Regions from separate parts of the Sus scrofa genome. Here region 2 is linked to region 1. The links are chromatin contacts, called in public promoter capture Hi-C maps. All regions are on one chromosome and are shown on one strand. The core of a region is the stretch at or near the end of the contact, and the rest is flanking DNA. Distances in the headings are between cores, read along the strand shown.

What was found. Promoter capture Hi-C pulls out the DNA fragments that hold promoters and counts their contacts.
Region 2: a contact with region 1 is called in a promoter capture Hi-C map of liver, with 4 times the contacts expected there. The contact joins the promoter of MED22 here to the promoter of GTF3C5 in region 1. A contact is called at or near these places in 1 of 5 promoter capture datasets (liver), 1 of 47 Hi-C or Micro-C datasets (liver) and 1 of 2 datasets of contacts at active chromatin or transcription factors (alveolar macrophages).

What each region holds. Positions count from the first base shown.
Region 1 is chr1:272,740,639-272,748,346 of Sscrofa11.1, forward strand. It overlaps GTF3C5 (general transcription factor 3C polypeptide 5), which reads left to right and starts at 2,889. Exons shown (of 11, transcript XM_021070913.1): 1 at 2,889-3,356; 2 at 5,893-6,094. The coding sequence starts at 3,207.
Region 2 is chr1:272,957,809-272,965,516 of Sscrofa11.1, forward strand. MED22 (mediator of RNA polymerase II transcription subunit 22) reads right to left here and starts at 3,810. Exons shown (of 5, transcript XM_021071150.1): 1 at 3,613-3,810; 2 at 2,978-3,127; 3 at 2,356-2,436; 4 at 1,367-1,575. The coding sequence starts at 3,100. RPL7A (60S ribosomal protein L7a) reads left to right here and starts at 3,613. Exons shown (of 8, transcript XM_021071136.1): 1 at 3,613-3,934; 2 at 4,485-4,605; 3 at 5,894-6,043; 4 at 6,463-6,603; 5 at 6,793-6,872; 6 at 7,124-7,254; 7 at 7,509-7,578; 8 at 7,659-7,708. The coding sequence starts at 3,932. LOC110256518 (a long non-coding RNA gene) reads left to right here and starts at 1,582. Exons shown (of 3, transcript XR_002338110.1): 1 at 1,582-1,744; 2 at 2,293-2,733; 3 at 2,950-3,080.

The DNA of each region.
Region 1 (7,708 bases), core at 1,639-4,138:
CACCACAGCCACAGCAACACTGGATCTGACCTACGTCTGCAACCTACACTGCAGCTCAGGGCAACGCCAGATCCTTAACCCATTGATTGAAGCCAGGATCAAGCCCGCATCCTCATGGATACTAGTCGGATTCATTTCAGCTGAGCCACAATGGGAACTCCCCACAGCTGCTTCTTTAACTGGGCTCCTGATTCTCCCTGGTACCCTCCTCCTCCTCCCAGCCTAGCCTCACGGCCGCTCTGACCTCTCCACTGTGGATCTCAGGTAGGACAAGGGCCTGGCCCTTGGGAAGCTCAGGGTGGTGGGGAGGAGGCCTTCTCTTCCCCTCCTCCCAGCCCCGCATTTCTGTGCACCCTGGGAACACCCCCCAGCTGACAGCCTCCACTTAGTGTGCCCATGGCTGTGCTCTGACCTTGAGGCTGGCTTGAACTGAAGGTTCAAAGGAGTCAAGGGCCTCAGTCGCTGAAGAACTACTTCCAGAGCATCTGCCCCATGCCTGGCCTGAGTCAAAGCCTAGGGAGGCAGTGAGGGACCAGGCCCACCAAGCCCTGCCCTCAGGAAGCTCTGTGGGGTGGGGGGTAGTGGGGTGGAGAGGAACAAAAAAGAAATAAAACAGGAGCTCCCGTTATGGCATGGCATAGTGGAAAGAACCCGACTAGTGACCATGAGGTTGCAGGTTCGGTCCCTGGCTTTGCTCTGTGGGTTAAGGATCTGGTATTGCTGTGAGCTGTGATGTAGGTTGCAGACTCGGCTTGGATCCTGCTTTGCTGTGGCTGTGGTGTAGGCCAGCAGCTGCAGCTCTGATTTGACCCCTAGCCTGGGAACTTCCTCATGCCACAGGTGTGGCCCCCAAAAGCAAAATAAATAAATAAAGCAGCCCTGAAGCCTCTGTGATGGGTTTGGGTGCCCCAGGCACAGAGAGGTAAGGAGTCGAATTGGAGCTGCTGCTGCGGCCACAGCAACTTGGGATCTGAGCCACATCTGTGACCTAAGTCCTTAACCCACTAAGCGTGGCCAGCAGGGATCAAACCTGCATCTTCATAGACACTAGTCGGGTTCTTAACCCGCTGAGCCATATTGGGAAGTCCTAACATTTCTGTAAAGTTTTCAACCCTTGGTTATTTAAAGGAAATTAAAAACATTTAGAAAATACAGGAGTTCCCATTGTGGCTCAGCAGATTAAGAGCTCTACTAGTATCCATGACGATGTGGGTTCGATCCATGGCCTTGCTCTGTGGGTTAAGGATCCTGAGTTGCCACAAGCTGCAGTGTAGATCAAAGAGGCAGTTCAGATCCCACATTGCTGTGGCTGTGGTGCAGGCCAGCAGCTGCAGCTTTGATTTGAACCTAGCCTGGGAACTTTCATATGCCACGGGTGCAACCCTAAGAAAGCAAAAAACAACAACAGATTACTGCTCAGGGGAGCATGGAATGAGAGAAAAGACAGGAGGCATTTAAAAGGACATTTAATGTCAAGGCATGGAAAATTCCGGAGAATTCTCTTGGCTGCACTGCACAGAATCTTCTTCCCCAGTGGAGCAGGCAAGTTCCGGCTGGAGAAGGCAGGTCAAGGACTGCGAAGCCCTTGTGCCTGGCCTCCTCCAGCTCCTCCACCATGTGCTGCTGGTGGACTCCTCCCAGCGATCTGAGTGGGCTTCCTTTCAGGCTCCCAGCCGATGACATATACCTCACATTCAGATTACACATTTTTCTTTAAAAAATGTATTTAGTGGTCCCTGCAGTCATTTATTCGGCCTTCTTAAATCCATCTAGAATAATAACATAACTTTTTGATTCAGGAGTCATTTCAGAAACGTGGGGTATCCATTCCCAAGGAGTCTCTTTTATCTCCTAACGTCCTCGAATCCAGTCCCTTCTTTCCATCCTCACTGCCACTTCCCCCGGCAGCATTTCGTGCCTGGATTATGCAACCTCTCTCCGGTGGTTTATCTGAGTCTGCTTTTGGTGTCTCTGGTCTATTCTCTACACAACAGCCACAGAGGAGTTCCCTGGTGGCCTAGCAGTGAAGGGTTCAGGGTTGTCACTGCTGTGGCTTGGGTTCGAGTTCAGGCTTGGGGACTTCCACATGCCACAGGCACCGCTAAAACATAAACAAACAACGCCAAGGAAACAGCCAAAGAGTCAAATGCATAAATCAGATTCCCGCACTCCCAGCACAAAACCCTTCAAGGGCTCTCCATTGCACTCAGAAAAAGCCAACCCGTTAGGTAAATCGTTTTAAGGATCTGTTTGGCCTTTGTCGACCTCTGACCCTTCATCTCCCTCCACTTTGCTCCTTCAAGTTTCGCTTTTTGTCACTTCCTAGAACGGCCCCCAGTCGCTCGCTTCGGGGTCTCCTCACTTCATGCTTCGGTGAGGTTTGAGTGGTGCCCAGCACACAGCAGGCGCTAAATAACTAAGAAACGAAGGACGGACGCCCGCCTTAGTCCGCGCGGGGAGCGCTTCCGCGTTTTCTGAGAGTGGAGGTGGGCAAGCATTCAAAGTGCATTTCCAGATCGCGCTCTCCATGTCCAGATCGGACTCCTCGCGGCCTCCGTGCGCCGCTAAAAACCACATTCTGGGGCGGTCAGCGGGAAAGGGAGGGAACCCACCCGGGAGGAAACCCACTTGGCGGACCCGGGGTCCGGAAACCCATTGCTTACTGGGACCTTTCCACGCAGGAAGAGCGGCCGGAAGTTTGCTTCGGACACGCCCCCATCTATTATTGGGTTAAATCCCAGGAAGGGGCGGGGACCCAACCTAACCCTGGTTCATTATTGGCTAAAACCTAAGGGAGCCAAGGAAGGGGGCGGAAACCCGGCTTCGTCTTGACTCTTCATTGGCTAAAAAGCTCGGCTCGGCCCTCGGGTTCTCATTGGCTAAAGTCGAGGGCTGGGTGGTGTCTTACAAGCGTCGCCGTCCCTCGGGTTGGTGGGAGAGACAGGCCCTTACCCCGCCCCTTGGGCTCCAACCCTCTTCATTTAAAACACAAAGTTGAGGATCCAGCGGGTGTTAACTCCGAAGTCTTAGGCCCTTCCTTCGGGCCTTTGCTCCCTGAGGACTTCGAGCCTCGCGCAACTCAGGGATTTGGGGAGGCGCGAGCCAGGAGGAGGCCGGAACGATTCCTTCGCGGAACCTTTGGGGCGAGGCCTCTGGGAGCGCGAGGACAGGAACGGACCGCGGCGGACCCGACTAGACTGGCAGGGATGGCGGCGGCGGCCGACGCGGGGCAGGGGGGCGCCGTCTCGGTGGACCTGCGGCACGAGCGGCGCATGGTGTGTGTGGAGTACCCGGGCCTGGTGCGCGACGTGTCCAAGATGCTGCTGACCCTGGGCGGCGAGGAAAGCGTCTCCCGGGTGAGGAGCGTGGAGTCTCCGGGGTCCACGGGGCGGACAATCGCGGGACAACGGCCAGAGGGGCGGGACCACCCAGGGACGCGAGGTTTCCTTGGCAGTGGAGCTTGAGGCTGGCTCTGCAGCGGCCAGCGGGCGGGGATTTGCTTCTGAGACCACTCGGCGTGGACCGTTTTTTCTTCGCGGGCAGAGGGCGCGTGAAAAGAACCATAGGGAGACGCAGAGAGGGTCTCCCATCCTCGGATGAGCCGCAGCTTTGGCATTTCTGCCTTGAGCTCAGCTCAGCTGCAGCTCCCCGCTTTCTGCCACCGCAGGATGTGCTGGACTGCCACATCCTCATTTCACGAAGCAGAAAACTGAGATATGGGAAATTAGGAACCGTCGACCTAAGTGAGAGGGAGGAAGGAAGAATTATGTTATTTAGGCTAAAGGTAGTCAAAGCTAACAACTTACTCTGTACGAGCTACAGTTCTAGGTGCTTTACTTAAAACATGATCCTCACTGGAACCCTTCCTGGTAGGAAGTGTCAGTGTCTGAATTTTACAAGGAAACTGAAACAGCTTGTTCAGATTCGCCCAGCAAAGAGTGGAGCCGAGATGAATTCTTAGCTTGTGCAAAGAAAGCTCAATGTAAGGGCTTTACACGAACCAGATCTTGAAGTGTCTCCTCTTGAGAGAGTTGTTCCCTGATGGCCCTCACTAAAGTGGCTGCTAGCAGTTAATATCTGCCTACCCAACCTGCTAATTCCAACCTGAAGTTATTTTAACGTGTTAATTGTCTGTCTTGGACTCTTGGCTCTGAGTCTGTAAATTCCATGAGAGCGGGACCTTGTCGCTCTCGTTCACACCTGTGGTCTTAACATCCATAGTGGTGCCTGCTTCCCAAACACTTGTCAAATGCATGATTGAATCTTCACAACAATCTAATGAGTTAGGTACAGGTACCATTATTATTCCCTTTTTTCAGAAAAAGACACAGGAAGAAAGGCTGGGGGAGTTCCCGGAGTGGCTCAGTCGTTAATGAACCCAACTAGGAACCATGAGGTTGCGGGTTCGATCAGGATCCGCTGTTGCCATGAGCTGTGGTGTGGGTTGCGGACGCGGCTCGGATCCCACGTTGCTGAGGCTGTAGCGTAGGTTGGCAGCTGCGGCTCCGATTGGACCCCTGGCCTGGGAACCTCCATGTGCCTCAGGAGCGGCCCTAAAAAGACAAAAAGACAAAAAAAAAAGAAAGGTTGGGCCAAACAAGCTCCTACGGGGTACGGTGGGAATCTGAACTCATTCATGCCTCCCTCTGAAGTCTGAACTCTGACCTCCATCCTCCATGCTCGGTGAATACCAAAAACCCCGAACATGTCATTAAGCACAAGATGCCAGCAGAGGCCCAGTTAGTCTTGTTTTGTCTCCCCTCCACACCCATGGCGTCATGGCATGTGGAAGTTCCTGGGCCAGGGATTGAACCCTCACCACAGCAGTGACAATGCCAGATCCTTTACCCGCGGAGCCGCCAAGGGACTTCCTCCTGTTTTGTTCTTTCAGCCCGACTTACTGCGGCATTGACAGGACCCTTACTCCACTAACCCGGGACATTTGTACCTAGCTAGAGTATGAGCCCTTTGGGAGGAGCCCCGTCCTTCCTCCGTTCCTGTTTCTGGGGCAACCCCTCTGGGCCAGGCCCTCAGCTGGGGTCCTTCCCAACCCAGCAGAGTCTAGGCCCGTGTTTCATGAGAAGGGATTCCGGAGGCTTGGGGCTCTTTTAAACCCTCCTCTTTCCCTAAAGGCCAGGCTGTGTCCTGGGTGTCGGGAGCACGTAGATGTGACTTCGGCCCAGGGAGCGCTGGTGGGGTTTTCACACGCACACAGCTGACCCTCGCTGTGTCCCTCTGCCCCCATGTGGGCAACCCATGTAGAGTGTTTCCCATGATGCAGGCTCCAGGCTATGTGCTTTATGTATTTTTTCATTTAATCATCGTAACAGCTGAGTAGGTACTGTTGCTATCTCCATTTTAAGGAGAAGGAACCAAGGCTTGGAAAGGCTAAATCACACAAGTCAGGGCCGATGTGCTTGTTGCCGATTGATTTAATCTCCTTTGGACCCTGAAGTTTTTGTGAGTCTGAATGCTGAGACCCTCTGGGTGGGTGGTTCCCGGAGGAGGAAGCTCCAGACAAGTCCTTCAGCCCCCACCCAGACTGGGGAGGGGAAGGGGGGCCAGTAATGCCTCCGTGAAGTGTTGCTGGAAGAATTGCCTGGTCACCCGCACTGACGAGTCCCTTGAGAGATGATGGCTCCACTTCGCTGGTGGCTCTTGTCTCCAGCCTTACAGCCGCTTAGAACGAATTGCTTATCCTCATTACTCCTACCAGGCAAACACGAAGGCACTTGGTAAAAGTTGGGTTTGCGAGACGGATCTTAAAAGGTCAGGGTGAAACAGGAAAAGCTGCTCTGGCCCCCGGGTCCCCCTCAGGCTTCCGTTGAGAGAGGAGCTGCCAGCTGCTTAGCTGGTCACGGCCTCACCCTGCCTCCTGCGACCCCCCTGCAGATCTATGCGGACCCCAGCAAGAGGCTGGAGCTCTACTTCCGGCCCAAGGACCCTTACTGCCACCCAGTGTGTGCCAACCGCTTCAGTACCAGCAGCCTGCTGCTCCGGATCAAGAGGAGGCGGCAGCGGGGGGTGCCGGGGTCCGAGGCCCGCCTCGACCTGCAGGTCCTTGGCATTGTCGCCACCGTTTACAAATTTCAAGGTAGCTGCAAACGCATTCTCCCGGCCCCGGGTTGTTTCGGGCCCGTGTCCCTCATGCCCGCGGGAGCTGGGTGGGTCATCCGCGCAGTGAAGGGGCCAGGATCGGCCCGGGGTGAGGGGAGCTGTGGGCGCAGGCCGGTCCAGGAGGCAGGCTCTCCTCCCTCCTGCCAGCAGCTCCCTCTGGGCTGTGGGCTTGTTGCTGCTCGGTTTTCTGCGTGCTTAGGAGCTGGAGCTCTCTGAGAGCTCTTCTTGGTTTGCTTGTTTTGGGTGTGGCAAATGGAAGTTCTCGGGCCAGGGATTGAATCCAAGCCGCAGCCGTGACCTCTGCTGCAGCCGGGCCAACACCAGATCCTTTAACCCACTGCTCTGGGCTGGGGATTGAACCCGTGCCCCTGAGGAGACCTGAGCCACTGCAGTCGGATTCCTAATCCACTGTGCCACAGAGGGAACTCTGAACTCATCTCGTTTTTAAGGGCATTTTGTGGGGCCAAGTAAACCCGGTCAGCAGGTCTCCCATTTCTCACCCCTCGGGTTTGCAAACCCTCTGGGTCTGCCTGCCGCTGGTCTTGCCTCCACCCTGAAGCCTGCCCAGGTCGCCTCGGCCCCTCGGGACCTCACATCCCTGGACTCTTAGCCACCTGGACGGCTCTCGTGGGATCCTCAGCGTGTTTGCTCCCCACGGGGAACCCCTGGAAGGAGGCAGTAAGGTGTAGGGTGGGAGGGGAGCCAGAGTGAATGGGGGCTTCGGCGCTCTGCCCGCCTCTGCTCTGCCCATCTCTGGGGCAGGTAGCCGGCTGCCCTCGGCCTCGGTCTCTGTCTCTGTCTGTACGGAGGGAGCGTTAGGCCCTCGCGAAGATTCAGGGACATGTGGCGTATAAAAGGGCCGGTTCATGCACCTGGGAGCCGCCAAGCAAGTTTCTCACAAGCCCCAACAGGCTGCAGAGCAGCTGCGGTTCTGAGCTGGGAACTGAGGAGCGTGACAAAGGGGAAGACAACATGTGAGGGAACGAGGAGCTCCCACCGTGGCTCAGTGGTAATGAACCGACGAGGATCCATGAGGACGCAGGTTCGATCCCTGGCCTCACTCAGTGGGTTAAGGATCCGGCGTTGCCGTGAGCTGTGGTGGAGGTGGCAGACACAGCCAGGATCTGGCGTTGCCGTGGCTGTGGTTAGGCCAGCAGCTGTAACTCTGATTCGACCCTAGCCTGGGAACGTCCATATGCCGCGGGTGCGGCCCTAAAAAAATGGAAAAGAAAAGAGGAAAAAAGTGTAAAGAAACTAAAACCGCTTGGGATCCCACGGGGTGGGCCTGCCGAATGCCAGTCATCCTGCTGGGACGTGGGCCTCCCGTCGAGGCTTCTTCCCACGTGGTCCCTCGTTTCCGCTGACGGAGCCGGGACGTCACCCCTCGGGTGTCCCTGGACCAGCCTCAGCCTCGCCTGGGAGCCTGTTAGAAATGCAGCGCCTGCGTTTAGCGGGGTCCCAGGGGAGTCGCTGACTCGCCCCCACATATCCCGTATCCCCCGGCCCCCGACAGTCACGGGACCCAAGCACCCTGGGCTCCCCCAGAAGCGACTCGAAGGCTTAGTTTGGGCTCCTGCCGCTGTTGCTTAGC
Region 2 (7,708 bases), core at 2,560-5,059, 220 kb after region 1:
AAGCCCAGCCTCTGGAGCCACCCGGAGCAGGAAGGGACCCCAGGAGCCACCAGAAACCCCACTGGGTGAACCAGAGGCTGACAGGCCAGGAGCCAGGCTTCCCACTCAGACCCCTGGTGCCCCCGGGCCCTCAACCTTAAGAGGCAGGGCTGAACTATCCTGCAACTGCTCAGCCCAGGCGCCTGGCCCTGGGGGCAGCAGGCAGGACAAACACAGAGACATAAGGCACTCTACAAAACCAAGGAGGGCCGGGAGCAGCGTCCCCAGCAGGGTCTCAAACCCCCCAGGGACCCACTCAGGACCCTCTCTGAAGGCCGAGGGTAGAGGCACTCGCCTCATCTCTGCTGAGCCCGTGGGTGTCAGGAATCTTCTGGAAGAGTCTAAACCACTCCAGCTGGGCAGTGACCCTCTGTCCCTTCCCACAAAGGCCCCAGATGGACAGAGACCACAAGGAGTGGCACTGAGTCCAGAGCAGGGAAACCAAGCCCCAGACCACAGACTTGCTGGCCAGCACGGCCACCGCAGGACAGAAAGGAGTGTTGAAAATCCATGACAGGAACAACACATTCGTCCAGGGAGGGTGAGGCAGGTGTGACCTGGTTTTCCCAGCTAAGGGGACGGAGGGGCGGGGCCTCTGCAGCCTGTTTCCCGGTGCGAGAATCACACGTGGACTCGGGCTCCTGGGGGTTTGGGCTGACTCCTCCAGCTCAGGCCGCCTCTGGTTTTAGGATTCCACGTGGCCACATGAGGGCTGGGGCGACAGGCCTTGCCAGCTGCTGTACCCCTGGGGCCCGGCCTGGGCCTGGCACATAGGAGGGCTCCCGACTGTGAATGAGGCTGAGCTGAATGGGAACTCGGGGGTCCAGGGATCCCAGGCCTGGCTCTCCAGGCCACCCTCCTCCCTGGGACCCGCCCCTCACCCTCTCTTACACACACACACACACACACACACACACACACACGCAGAGGGTTTCGGTTGTGCCCACGTGGAACTGCACCCCTGGGCAGGCACTGGTGTCCTGGACACGGGCCTGGGCGGCCAAGAGAGCTAGGCCGACCTGGGCTGGAAAGCTTCGATGCCGATCAGACAGCTAAGAGGAACAGACAGGCCCCCAGGCGGAAATGCTGGTGTGGCGCCCCCAACCTTGCGGTTCTGTGACTTTCATCTCGATGCCCGCGATGCCCCGGCCCGGTGACGGTGCACACTGTCTGTTGATCAAAAGCTCTGCCCGAGAGGCCTGCTCTGACACCTGGGCGAGGGCTCTGCTGCCAAGACGGGGAAGGTGTGGGAAGACCGGGCCTCTGGGCTGCGCGGCGGGCCCGGGTCCGCAGGTGCGCTCTGCGCGGGGTCCGGCCCTATCGGTACCTGGACGAGTAGTACTCCTCCTCCAGCTCGTAGAGGTCGATGGACACCTCATCCCGCAGGGCGATGAGCTTCCGGTCACACTCCTCCTGCAGAGCCCGCAGCTGCTGGTTGCGCTGGTCGACGGCCTCGTTCACCGACGGGAAGTCGTTGAGGATGAGGAACTGCTTGAGGTCGGACACCAGCTTCATCAGAGACTCGCCAGCTCGGACCTGCAGCCGTCGGAACCGGGAGACCTGGTGAGGGGGCGGCGGCAGCGGCAGCGGCCCGCCTCGTCGCACCCGACTCTGGGTAAGCGGCGGCCTCGGTTTTCCCATCTCCCAAGTGGGACCACGGCACGGACCGCCACAGGGGCGCTGCGAGACGTGAGGCATCTAGAAGGTAAGCTACGGGGGGCAGGGTTGCAGGCACCCACGGCTGCTGCGTGAAATGCTTCCAAGGCAGGGGCCATCGGCTTCCCAGTGCCTCCCCTCTCCGGGCCTCTGGCTTCTGCCTGTGCTGCTGTGATCTCCAGTGGCATGTGTTATTCGAGCATACCTTCTGCTTCTCAAAACCTTAAACCCCACGTAAAGCCACCGTCCTGTCCCTGCTCTTCCTCAGGGGCAGTCCCCCTGCCAGGCTTCCTTTGGGACCCTGTCCTGGGTATTTCCAGTCATGGGCTCATGCCTTTGGAAAGATTTGGTTGCTGTGCTTGTTCTGTGACATCCAAACGCACATCCTGTTTCTTTGGTAATTTGCTTCCCCCATTTACAGAGAAGCTCCCACAAGACTCAACCCCTTTCTATCCAACCCCAACCCCAACCCCCGCCCCCCACAGCACCCTACAGGGTGCGTGTGGCCAGCTGCCTGCCAGCTCCTTACACGGCTGCCCTGGACAGCCCTCCTCTGGAGGGGAGTCTCCTGAGAAGTGGTTCCCCCCACACACCCAGGAGAGCCCAGTAGGGACCAGAGGCTCCTGCAACTCCGGCTGTCCCCTCCGCCTGGTGACTCACGATGTTGGCGGCTCGCACGTGCATCTCGTAATTGTCCTGTTCGCCTTGAGTGGCCCTCGACACCTGGGTCTCGTCCTCAATCTGGAAGGCCAACAAGCAAGCCGAGAGCTAGCAGGTGCCCCCGCCCACAGGTACCTGGCAGCAGCCTGTCTTGCCCTCTGCACGGGGTCCTGCTAACCAGACCTCAGGCAGCGTTCGCCCTCACCCCGTCTCGTCCTGTTTGAAAGAGATAACAGGTACCCTCATCAGGGGTAATGGACCCCTAAGTATGCCAGCTGCTGGGCCAGGTGCGCGGAGAAGGAAGCAATGCTGGATGCTGGATCCTGGCACTTCGACTGGAGTCCCCACAACTGCCACCCCAGAGCCTGTGAGAAGCTGGTTGGTTTATTTATCTGTTGACTTGTTGGTTATTGTCAATCCGTCCCAGTGTTCTCCCCGTGGGACAAGGGTTTTGCCTGTGGAGTCACTGCTGTGTCCCCACTGCCTGGCATGGAGCACCCATGTTCAGCGGGTGGGTTGAAAGCAGGGGCCCGAGCCCTCTCCACCCACAGCCGTCCGCGATCTCTGCACCCCCACTCCTTCTCGTGGTCTCAGCAGCGGCAGGAGACAGCAGCGCACCCACCTTGGCGGTCTTGATGATCTCGGTGAAGTTGTCCATGATGGACTTGACGTCGTCCTTGAGCCGCTTGTTGTAAGACTGCAATAGCGTCTCCTTGCTCTGGGGCAGGGCTCTCTGCTGGGCCATGGCGGAGCCTCAGGCAGGGCAGGTCACCTGGAACCCAGAGTCTGTGTGAGCGGGCCAGACCCCAGCCACCCACCCTCCAGCCCCCGACTTCAGCAGCCCTCCGGAGAGTCCCTGTCTGCCAAACACACCCGTTCAGGCGTCCGGATACAGGTGCACCCTCCCCGGATCCGGGGCGGCCTTCTCGGGGGCCAGGCCCCCCGCGTCCCCACCGGCTCCTGCCAACGGCTCCCCCGCCACCACCCCGGCAGGAGGAGCCGTCGGGACCCTACCTCAACCCCTCCAAACGCCCTTGGCCTTCACTCCACTCCGCTGCCCCCCGGCTCCACGCAGGACCCCCGAGCGAGGGCCACCTCTGGGCGGCTCGCTCCGGGGTCCCTGCCAGAACCACCCTCCCGCCCCCAGCCATGCGCCTCCAGGCTGCACGCTCCAGGCAGGGTGGTCCCCGGCCCGGGCCCTGGTGCTCGGCCCACCGACTGCACTCGCGGCTTTTAAGCCATTTTGGGGTAAATCACCTGAGAAGGACGCCGACCCGGCCGCGCCGCCCCAAGCCCACACCTGGTCCGCAAAGCCGGGACCCGGAGGGCCTGGCCGGGGCCGAGTGGAGGACAAGTGCTAGCCCCTCACGGGAAGTCCTGGCTTCCCCGCGCCTTTACGCGCCCCTTCCCGGCAGCTCCCACCAGGAGGCACTAATCTTCGGCTACTGGACGGGAGAAAGGAGTCCTGTCACTTTAAATCCGAAATCCCGCGCAGTCGTCAGCTCTCGCGATCTCCGAGGTTGCCTACATATTACCCACAATTCCCTTTCCTTTCTCTCTCCTCCCGTTGTCCAAGATGGTGAGTGAGCCGCGCTCCGCGCTGCCAGTTTCGGGTTTGGGTTCTATCCGCTGCCATCCTTCTCGGGGCGGGGGCGCGCGGGGGTACCTACACCGCCCGGCGCGAGAAGAGGCCTGGGGGGCCTGGTCTAGAGTCACTGGGGCCGGTTAGAGCCCCCGGCGGCTGAGCCGGCAGAGGGGGATCCGGGGAGCGCAGCGCCGCATTGCGGGGCCGGGGGCGGGCCCGGCCGAGGCGCTCCGGCGCCCTGGGAGCCGCCCTAGGGGCCTTGGGCTGAGTCGGCTGATTCTGTGTGGGGCCCGCCGAACGCCGGCCTCGGAGGAGGGCCCCTGTCCCCGTGGCGGAGAGGGAGGGACGGGGCGTCGGGGCTCGTGCAGATGATGTGAAGGAATAGTTGCTGTCCGAGTGGCGGTGAGGACGACCCAAACCACCAAGATCGCTGATGCACGGGCGGGGCGCGGGCTGGCTGCGGAGACGGCCGGGTCTGCGGGGAGCCCCGCGCCCTGAGAGCAGCGTGCGGGGGGGCGGGGTAACCGTGTCTCCTTGTGCCCAGCCCAAGGGGAAGAAGGCCAAGGGCAAGAAGGTGGCCCCGGCCCCTGCCGTCGTGAAGAAGCAGGAGGCCAAGAAGGTGGTAAACCCCCTGTTTGAGAAAAGGCCGAAGAATTTTGGCATCGGTGAGTGGAAGACCGGGCGGCGTCGATCGGCTTTTTAAACGGCGCTCCCCGCGAAAAGCAGCTTGTTGAGCAGGTTACGTTACGTCGGTCGACGAAGGAGATGCAGCCTGAAAGTTGGGGGTTGAGTTTTATTCGGGGTGAAAGGAGGACTTGAGCCTGAGGGACAACATCTCGGGAAGCCCCGGAAACCGCCCGGAGCAGGGGAGGCGGGGGTGCGGGATGCGTGAGTTTCACACTGAAGGGAAGGTGGTGGGAACGAGGCCTTTACGGGAGAGCGGTTTGTCAGGGAAGGGGTGAGGGTCTGGGCTTCCTGGAACCACTGCTTTGGTTTGCACCTCAGCTGCGGCCCGTCTGCGTTTCTTCCCCGAGTCCCCTCGGGGCTCGCTGGCTGTGGGCCCTCGGGAGATGCGACCGTGACGTCTTTTGTCCACTACCTGCCGGTGGGGAAGCAGGATTTCAGAGAGCTCTGAAAGCGTAAGGTCTTGGTCCGGGGCGGGGGCGGGGGCAGCGCTGCAGTCAGGGGGCGTTTCTACAGGATGTGCTGCTGGTCTCGTGGAGGTCGCTGCTGGTCACAGACGTCAGGCAGGGTTGAAGGACTTTAGTGTTTTTCTGGGCAGGAGGAGACGGAAAAATGGGACTCAATCTCCTAAAAACATCTATCTGGAGGCCCGTCCTACCAGTTTTCCCAGAGCTCTGAGTGCCTCCCTCCTGGTCTCCACCCTGAGCTCTGCTGGAGGGGCTGCGGGTCAGCAGCTGCAGCGGCTCGTGTCTCACTTCACGTGTGGAGGCTGGTGGCAAGGCCAGGCCTCCGTTCACACGTCCTTCCTGGATTTCAGTGGGCTTGGAGTCGTGGCTCCTTGGACTGGGTTTCTCACGTTCTGCCGGGTTTTACCCATGAACGGGGATCGGTTCTTGAATTTCTACCTCTGAACTTTGAGATGGGGCAGTGGTACTGCATCCTTCGCGGCCTCCCTGGAAGCCCCTGCGTCTGCGTCAGCTTCGGGCCTAGATCCTGGCCTTTGGGATTCAGCTTGATGGTCGGGCTCTCCCGGAGCAGAGGCAGTCGGAGGGCAGGGCTGACGTTTGCCTGGCTGTGGCCGGACGAGGAGGCCTCCCCTGTGGTCCCGGGTGTTGGTGTGCAGATGATGTGAGAGAATATTTGCTATCTGAGAGACGGTGACGACATCTTAAACCACCAAGATCGCTGATGCACCTACACCTCTGTGAGTGGCCCTAAATGGGACTTGACGGGACGCTGAGCCTCACGGCGCTGCCCTTTACTTCTCAGGACAGGACATCCAGCCCAAGAGGGACCTCACCCGTTTTGTCAAATGGCCCCGCTACATCCGGCTGCAGCGGCAAAGGGCCATTCTCTATAAGCGGCTGAAGGTGCCTCCCGCAATTAACCAGTTTACCCAGGCCTTGGACCGCCAAACAGGTGAGGTTTTGTGGCAGAAAACCAACATTGGGAAAGGATTTCCCAGGCACAGGCCTGGTTGCCATCTTCACTTGGACCATGCTGGGCTTGAGATCTTTGAAGGGGCGGTGGGTCTGTAAAAACTTAGGATCCGGGAGTTCCCACACAACATAAGGGGATCAGAGGCGTCTCTGTGACACCAGGACACAGGTTTGACCCTGGTCCTTGCACGGTGGGTTAAAGGATCTTGTGTTCCAGCGGCTCAGGTTGTAGCTAAGGCTTGGATCTGATCCCTGACCCAGGAACTCTGAAAAAGGAAAAAAATCCTAGGATTCAGAACATGATGTGCTGAGGAGATTTAAGATTGCAGGCGAGGTCTGAGATCTCTTGAGCTGTAACGGTATTCAGGCAGCAGTCCTGACCTGACGATCTTTCCGCAGCTACTCAGCTGCTTAAGCTGGCCCACAAGTACAGACCAGAGACAAAGCAAGAGAAGAAGCAGAGGTTGCTGGCCCGAGCTGAGAAGAAGGCTGCAGGCAAAGGCGATGTCCCCACCAAGAGGCCGCCTGTCCTTCGAGCAGGTGAGTGGGTCCCTCCTTGAGAGTGAGTGGTGGGACAGGCTGCTGGCAGTGATGCATGAATTTCTTCACCTGGAATCACTGTGAAGAGTAAAAACCCGAGCTTTTTAACCCTGAGTCGCAGCTGGGTCCACGTAGAGCTGCTTTTGGCACGGCAGCCCCAGCACTGACGCGTGCTCTCGTGTGTTGTAGGGGTGAATACTGTCACCACCTTGGTGGAGAACAAGAAGGCTCAGCTGGTGGTGATCGCACACGACGTGGATCCCATTGAGGTACGCCCGGGCGTCCCTCACTGCCGGGGAGACGGCTTAAAGCCGACCACCCTGTCCCAGGGCAGGGCGGGCGGAAGTGCTGACAAGGGCCCCCATGGCGCTTGCGATGATGTGAATTCCTCACTGAATCACACCTTGAAGTGCAAATACATGAGCTTTTTAACCCTGAGCAAATGCTACCACCTTAGCTTTTGAAAGCACTGCTTGTGCTCCAGAGACAAAGACACTCCCGAGCTAACGTTGTCTTGCAGCTGGTGGTCTTCCTGCCGGCCCTGTGTCGGAAGATGGGGGTCCCCTACTGCATCATCAAGGGCAAGGCCAGGCTGGGGCGGCTGGTCCACAGGAAGACCTGCACCACCGTGGCCTTCACGCAAGTCAACTCGTAAGTGCGCCCTGTGGCCCCATCTCCCCAGGACACGGCGCCTCCCTTTACTTAACTCCTTGGGATCTTGTTTCAAAAGAAGGCATTTTTCTGAACTTTTGCCAATGATGGTTATGAATTTCTTCACCTGAATATACTATGTGGTCATGGTGTATCTGAGGCAAAAAGCCTGTGCTGGGAGCTACAGATGAATTTTTCGGCTCGCTGGAGGGATAGGTGAGGCCAGTGACCCGTTTTTCCCTCTGCCTTGGCAGGGAAGACAAGGGCGCTCTGGCTAAGCTGGTGGAAGCCATCCGGACCAATTACAACGACAGATACGACGAGGTAAGCAGCCAGCACGGGGGCTCCCCGCTCCGTCTCAGCTCCTTAGAGCAGCTGAGAGTGACACGCCACACCCTTCACAGATCCGGCGTCACTGGGGAGGCAACGTCCTGGGTCCCAAGTCGGTGGCTCG